Linked DNA regions of Sus scrofa: region 2 is linked to region 1. A link is a contact called in public HiChIP or PLAC-seq data. All regions are on one chromosome and are shown on one strand. Each heading gives the region's core, a stretch centred on a gene start, on an enhancer-like site or on the middle of the called end of the contact. The rest is flanking DNA. Distances are from core to core; before and after follow the strand shown. Region 1 holds the start of CSNK1G1 (casein kinase I). Region 2 holds the start of SNX1 (sorting nexin-1).

The links. HiChIP or PLAC-seq counts read pairs in DNA pulled down with a chosen protein or histone mark.
Region 2: an H3K27ac HiChIP or PLAC-seq map of alveolar macrophages shows a contact between it and region 1. The contact joins the promoter of SNX1 here to the promoter of CSNK1G1 in region 1. A contact is called at or near these places in 2 of 47 Hi-C or Micro-C datasets (embryonic fibroblasts and liver) and 1 of 2 datasets of contacts at active chromatin or transcription factors (alveolar macrophages).

What each region holds. Positions count from the first base shown.
Region 1 is chr1:107,688,106-107,691,967 of Sscrofa11.1, reverse strand. It overlaps CSNK1G1 (casein kinase I), which reads right to left and starts at 1,918. Exons shown (of 14, transcript XR_002344535.1): 1 at 1,719-1,918.
Region 2 is chr1:107,948,021-107,951,882 of Sscrofa11.1, reverse strand. It overlaps SNX1 (sorting nexin-1), which reads left to right and starts at 1,963. Exons shown (of 15, transcript XM_021093910.1): 1 at 1,963-2,237. The coding sequence starts at 2,079. FAM96A (MIP18 family protein FAM96A) reads right to left here and starts at 265. Exons shown (of 4, transcript XM_021093923.1): 1 at 1-265. The coding sequence starts at 94.

The DNA of each region.
Region 1 (3,862 bases), core at 669-3,168:
GTTTTGCTAATAAGCTTAAATCTACTTAACATGAATCATACTACTTTTGTTGATTTTAATCGTAAAATTAAAAGTACTTTGTTTTATGCCTCAATTTTAATTCTCTATAAAGACATGTGATGTTAATTAAGATTTATATACACTGCTTTTTAAATGTTTTTCTTATCAACCCATGCCATACACATCACAAATCTGAGAAAAACCTTTGAAACATCATTGGTCGTTTCAGTTAATTCACATACTTTTTAAGAAACTCCTGATAATTTGATGCTGCTTATGATCAATTTCTAGAAGCCACAGAAAATCCTGTTGTACAAATATGTTTTGGAATATTATCCAGTTCTGTTCCTATCTCAAACCCTAATCCATAAAACTAAGCTACCTTAACCGTGTTAAGATTATTAATAATTTATCTTTCAATTGGAAGGTGCTTCCATTTAAAGTGGGCTGTTATTTAAATACATTACTCCCCCTTACAACACTGGTAAGTATTTTAACTCATATTACTTTGAAGAAATTGTATCTCTGGTAAGTTCTTGACTTGTCCAAGGTCAACAACTAGCTAGTGGCAGTCCAGGTTCAATCCCAGATTTACCTAACCTCAAAGCCAATACTTCCACTTGACCACAATTATCTCCTTAAAAGATTAGGAGACAGGCGCAAAAGCAGAGAATCTTGTCTCTCTGAATGTTCACGCCTCTATTCTGAGACATCTATAATCACACAGTACCTACAATTCGGTCACTAACTGAAGTATACGTGAAGAGAATCATTCTGCTTCATTTAAACTAGGGCAGGCTTACTGGCAGATAAGAAAGATGTTGGAAAAGGCTTGCCTCAACATGTTTCGCCTAGACCTCTATATCTATACGGTTCCCCTAGTGTATTTTTTACAAACGCGTATCTACCAAACAATGCTAAGCTAAATTAGCCCATAGTTTGGAGCTTTTCAGAACTGCATTTTCTAAAATAATTTACACCAGATTTAATATCGAGATGGGAGACTTGGCTAAATATGCCATTCTGGCACTTGCCAAACATTCTAAGTATCATTGAGGGGCAAGAGAACCAGTTCCACCCTCTCTCTTTCTTTTACGCTGTGATGCCTGCCCACTTGGGGGGCGGAGGCGGTACCTCTCCGGTAGGACACCGGGGCCAGAGAGCACTAAAGGAAGAAGTGGGGGAAGCGCACGGAAATTGGGAGGAGGGAGGTCTCCTTACCCACTCTTCTGCCCTAGCTCTGCCAAGGGCGGCTCCCCGCAGTGCCCAGCCAACTCACAACCCCCACAACACTCGAAGCCGGGCTCTGTCCCAGGGGGGTGCCCAAGGGAAGCAGTCATTTGAAGCAAGGGCTTGTCCCAGCCACCCCGCCAGGGTCAATGTTCTCCTTTTGGATGGAGAGGATGCTCCCCCTTTTAGAGCTAACCCTCCAGGTGGCAAACTCCCAGTCCGCAGCAGCTAAGTCTTCTGCTTTCAAGGGGCGCCTTCTCCGAAACCTCTACCCGGCCACTCGAAACTCTCCGCCAGCGGCGTGCCCTGGCCCTTGCATTCCGTCCTTAAAACCCTTTACAATCAAACTCGCCGGCCTGCGCCCCACCCAGGATCTCGGTGCTCCCCTCCCCGACTCGGAGAAGGGGGCCCCCACCAGCCGGCTTAGACACACACACAACACCCTCAGGCTAGAGCCTCCCGGATCCCATCGAAGCCGGAGCGAGTACCTCGTCTGGCCGTGTCCTGGGGCTCAGATGGGGTGAGCGCAGTTCCCTCCTGGAGGCGCGGAGTGCTTCTCTACCCACCAGCAGCGTTGGCTTCTCTTTCCTAGGAACTGGAGGGAGGAAAAGTGCGGGAGGGGAGGGGGGAAGGCGAGGAGCCGAGGGGCGGCAGAAGCCGAACCGGAACTACTAGCGCTGGCCCCACCCTCAGCCCGGCGCAAAGCACCCGGGCGCTCCCGATAGGACAAACTTAAAGCTGGCAGTGAGAAATGTACACCACCACTTCCGGGTCATCCTCGCTACCGCCCCTCCTTAGCAACCGCGTGGGGTTGCTAAGCGGAAGTGCCTTCAAAGACTGCCACCCCCACTTCTTCTGGGATTACTAGAACCGAGCTGCGTGCGTGTGCTCCTCTGTGGCAACATACCCTTACCTTCTACTCCTGCTCCTATCTTGGGTGGAGCACGGGCTCGCCTGCCAAACACAGAGAGCCCACTTTAGTTTTCTCCTTAGCTGTACTCGCACTATTAGCCCCAGTCATTATTTACTCCAGTTCCCTCCCGCCCCGAATCCCAAGTGGCTCCTCCTAAGGATCTCTCTGATCCCTCGTTTCAGGCGGTTTAGCAAGCGTCTCCCTCTTGTGGATATTCAGTTGTGTTTCAACTGGATTTTTTTAGGTAACCTCCAATGTTACGAAAGCTTTTTCAAGCACTTGGTTCTCCTGTGAGAGCCCCTGAAATCGAAATCGAAGGTGAGAAACTTCTGTCTTCACCTATCTTGTCTTTTGTAAAGATTGCACATGTTTAAGATATGAAAATAACCGAACTAAATGGAAGGAGAAAACAAAGATTCGCTGTAAGTAACGTGAGTAATCCTTAAGAGAAAAAACCGTGAGGAATGGCCAAAGGAAGCTGGTAGTCAAGCTTGTGGAGAAAGACATTTAATCCACCACTGAGAATAAATTCTCATTCCTATACTGTGGACAAGAAAAAAGTGTTAATAAGAGACCTGATTTATTCTTGTCATATATTCTAAACCTAATACTGACTATTAGCTTTTTCATATTAGAATGAGAAAGAACAAGGAATAATGAGGCCAGAAAATGAGAAGGAACCAGAAGAGATTATAGGATCATGGAAACAAGTCTATTAAAAAACTCTATTCAGGAAGTTCCTGTTGTGGCTTAGCAGTAACGTGCCTGACTAGTCCATGAGGATGCAGTCAGTAGATCCCTAAAAAAGTGGGTTAAGAATCTGGTGTTGCCATGCGCTGCAGTGTAGGTCACAGATGCGGCTTGGATCTGGCATTGCTGTGGCTGTGGTGTAAGCCAGCAGCTGCAGCTCTGATTCGACCCCTTGCTTGGGAACTTCCAAATGCCAAGGTGCAGCCCTAAAAAGAAAAAAAGTTAAAAAAACAAACAAAAAAAAAGGTCTATTCAGGAGTTCCTGTATGGCTCAGTGAGATAAGGATCTGGAGTCACCGAAGCAGTGGCTCCGGTTGCCGCTGTGGGGTGGGTTTGATCCCTGGCCCAGAAAATTTTGCATACCTCATGCATAGCCAAAAACAAAAATTCTATCCAAAAAGTTATCCCCCTCCTTTCTATTTTCTTTTTAGGAGTTCCAACCATGGCTCTTTGGTAACCAGCCTCACTAGTATCCATGGGGACACAGGTTCAATCCCTGGCCTTGCTCAGTGGGTTAAGGATCAGTGTTGCCAAGAGCTGTGGTGTAGGTCATAGATACAGCTTGGATCCTCCGTTGGTGTGCTGTGGTGTAGGCTGGTTGCTGCAGCTCCAATTCAACCCCTAGCCTGGAAACTTCCATATGCCTCGGGCTTAGCCCTAAAAAGACCAAAAAAACCTCGTTAATTTCTTTTTACATTTTTAAAATTAAAGTATTATTGATTTACAATGTTGTGCCAATATCTGTTATACAAGTGACCCGGTCGTACATATATATACATTACTTTTCTTATCTTCCATCATAATCTATCCCAAGAGATTGGATACCTTGCTTATTGATATTATTAAAACCAGAAATGATAGGTGTCAGTATAAAATTTAGTTTCTGCTCCAGAATTTGAAATTCCTTTGAAATATCTCATAAGATGGATAGGATGCACTCAATAATAATTTACTCAATTACCATATGAG
Region 2 (3,862 bases), core at 714-3,213, 260 kb before region 1:
TCCGGGGCTGCCGGGCAGCTCCGCGCTCAAAGAGGCCGGAGAGCCACAGGACTCTGTTCAGCGTCCTGGAAAGCAGCCCGGACACCCGCTCCATTCTCACGCTCCGCCATCCCTGGCGACTGTCCCACCCGAGCCACCGTCTTTCAACAGCGAGCTTCACAATTTATCAACTTCCTGATCTTCAAAGGGGCCAAGACAAGCCTAAAAGGTCCTGGGCAGCAGAGACTAGGCGGGACTGGACGGAGTAGCGCGAAGGATCTAGGGAAAAAGGCTGCACGGACTACAAACCCCAGCATACTTTGCTCGGCTTTGGCGGACAGGAGGGGCGGGCGGGGGGGGGGGAAATCCCTAGAGGCACGTGAAGCGCGTTGTGTGCTGGGACGTATGGGCGTTTTCTTCGGAAGACGGAGAGCTGCATTATGGGAACTGTAGTTTCCCACGGTGGGGGGGTCGGGAGGGAGGTAACGTTTTGTTACCCATTACAAAATGCCTCACTCAGCGCTTGGATAAGCTAAGGATGAATACTGAAGAGGTAGGGAAAAGGAAATCTTGATTTCTAGTGCTGGAGGACGTCTACACGGAGACTCCCTACCGTTATTTCTCCGAGAGAGTGTCGCTTCCAGCCAAAGTTTTCTTAACGACTAGTCAGGCCGGAAGTGAGTTTCCGTTGCAGTGAAAGGACGTGTACTTGGATGGTTAGGCGTGGAGGGGGTTCCTTTTTGGTTTTGTCTCATAGGAACTCAGGCCAGCACAACTCCCAATACCCCCTGAATATTTCTGCCAGTTTCCCTCGAAGACAACTTAGAACGAGAGAGCTTTCCCCTGTGTCCGGTGTGTCTCACAGTGACATTAGAGATCGCAATCCTAAAAAGAACGTTCTAAGCCCTTTGGTATTGGTGGCTGTGATGATGCCAGTAACAAGGTTGATGGTATTAATTTTATCCATCCATCCTTCCAATCAAGTCTCAAACGTTTATTAGATACTTAATTTGCCAGACTTAGTCTATAGACGCGGAGGATACAAGATGGGACAGGACTCCCGCCCTTAAGCAGCTCACAGACCTGTGAGGGAGCCAACACCTGATGCTGAGAGATTTGCAGTTACAAACAAACTAAACCTTTTGTCAAAGTTGATGCCAAGTTTAGTATCATCTCTATTGAGAGGAAGGTCAGGATTTCTTGCTGAGTTATCCCATGATAACATATCCTATTTATCTTTAAAGATAAAATCTTATATAGCTGATTTAGACTTTAAGCCCACCAGATAATAGTGAATAGTTTAGGCCGCAGGAAAATTTGGTTCAGAGTTTAATAATTCCCCTGTCATCTGTTCCACTCCACTTACTCCACAGCAGTTGTGAGGATAATCCTAACTTCCTTGCGACCAAACTTAGCCCACTGAAGTCTCACCTCTTTGAGGCGTCCTGACTTCTCCAGGCAGAATTGATGATCTCTTACTATGCTCCCACAGCACATTATAGCACTGATCGTATTGAATTGTTAATTTACATGCCCGTCTCCCTCAAGCGCCTGGTGGGCAGAAGGAGCTTTATTTTTATATGTGAAACGCATAGCAGGGTGCGAGGCACAGAGTAGATGCTCAATATTTATTTCTTGAATGAACTAACTAAATGTCAAGAGAATAAATGGCGAAAATTGACTGCATATGTTGAGACCTCAACCAAAAATACTTATTAAATGTCTTTGAAGCCGCTGCGCTTGGCATGAGTTGGTGGCTGGTAGAGGTTTTCAGACTTTTTTCATCTCCTTAAGAAGTCTATTAGATAAAGCACAAAGAGCCACAGGAACCTGAGCGGCCCCTAGCTCCTCCTCTCTTGCTCCTCTGCTCCCTAGGTTAAGAGTGCGGGGTCGCGATCCAGGGCTTGGATTGGCTGGACAGGAGCTGCGAGCCGGCCCCCACCCCGCCCCGAGCGAGTACGCCCCGCCCCTTTTCCCCGCCCTGTGTGTCCCGCAGGGCTGGTGGCTGCCATCCCGCCTCCGCTCTGCTGGAACGCTTTGCTCGCGGCACTATCTCTCCATAAAGTTGTTGTTGCGGCTTCCGCCGCGGGTGGAGGAAGATGGCGTCGGGTGGTGGTGGCTGTAGCGCTTCGGAAAGACTCCCTCCCCCCTTCCCCAGCCTGGAACCGGAGTTCGAGGGGGCGACAGGGGGGTCGGAACCCGAGGCGGGGGACAGTGACACCGAGGGGGAGGATATTTTCACCGGCGCCGCGGCGGCCGTAAGTTCGCCCCCTTCGGGGCAGGCGGGCGGGCGCCCCAAAAGGAAAGGCTAAGCGAGTGCCGGGAAGGCTGGGCAGAGTGGGCCCGGCGAGACCTTGTGTTGGTGACAGTAGTCATGGCTTGGGTCCGGATGAGCGCAGAGACGTGAGCCCTGGCTTCCTGGACGCTGGGTGGACGGTGAGGAATGAGGGGTGTGGTGGCTTCTCTGCCGAGGTCCCTGACAGCGAAGAGCTGCCAAGGCAGGCATTTGGCCTTGCTTTGTGGTGACCCCACGAACCCCCGGGGCTGTTTTGCTGGTGGTTTCCTTCCGTGCTGATTTAATAGGTCAAGATAAAGAAAAGGGGTGCAGACTTTCCTTTTCCTTGCCTTACTGTTCCAGGGATGAATAATGTTATCTAGAATGGCCCAGGATAGTGGCCCGCCCACAGATCCTTTCCTTAGCTCAGTACTTCACCGGTAATTACTAAAGGCCCTTTCTGGATCTTAGTTTATGAGAGTTAGGCCGACTCCTTTGATGTCTAGGAAAATCTTGCCAGAGGTCGGTTGAAAAAAAAGGCCCTGCCGGTTTAATCACTACATAGACAGAAAGCTTTGTCCCTTTTAAAGGAATATGTTAAAATGCCTAAAGCCTTAGTGGGAGCGAATCTGTAAATTCAAGATGAAAATGGGGTTTCTCATAGTAATATCCGGGTTTCTAGAAAAAGTTAAGATATTGGGAAAAACTAATCTTTCTATGTGGAATATGGATATAAGTAGTCAGTTCTGGAACCAGTAGAGATGTTTTGGGCTGTTTTATAAGAACATTGATTCATAAGAACACTTGATCCAGTTAGTTGCAGGTTGAAAATTTCTTCAGTGTTAGGTCTGGATTTATGTATCTTTCCATCTTGGGTAATGCTTATCTTCATAGTAGCTACTTAATATAGGAGTGACTAAAAGAGCTTTATGTTCTTTATGCAAGTATGTGTCTGAAAAAGTTTGTCTCATTTATGTCAGAAAAGGTTAAGTTTCCGAGTTCCCTGGTGGCACAGTGGGTTTAGGATCAGGCATTGTCAATGCAGCAACTCGGGTCCCTACTGTGGCTCATGTTCTATCCCTGGACTTCCGCATGCTGTGTTGTGGCCAAATAAAAAGAAGAAGAAAAAGATTAAGTTTCTTGGCAGTATCTTTTGTGACAATCATTAGAATTTTCCCTGTACTGCATTTAGGAATTAAGTCCCTAGCTGCAGCTTAAAAAGTATTTGGTAGTATAACAGCTCAAACTGTCTAATGAAGTCTCTGTTACTCTGAGAAATAACTCTTGCTAATTTAGTCTTTCTGTATCCCCTATAAAACAAATCTTTAGTCTTTTCCTTCAGTAATAACTCTCATAAGCAGTGGAGAACTGCTAGTGTTGATAGCTGCTGAGATGGAGATAGACTGAACATCTGAAAATAGAGCCTCTGACTCTGAAAGTGATTGGTCACATAGGCAAATTATTGTTTATTTTTCAAAAACAACCCTGGAAGAATGAGGAGTTATTTTCTGGAGTTCTCTTAATAAGTTTAAGAGATTGTGATTTGATGGATGTCACCATATTACTTCCCAGGGACATGAATACTTTCTCTCCCTCTCCCTACCTCCT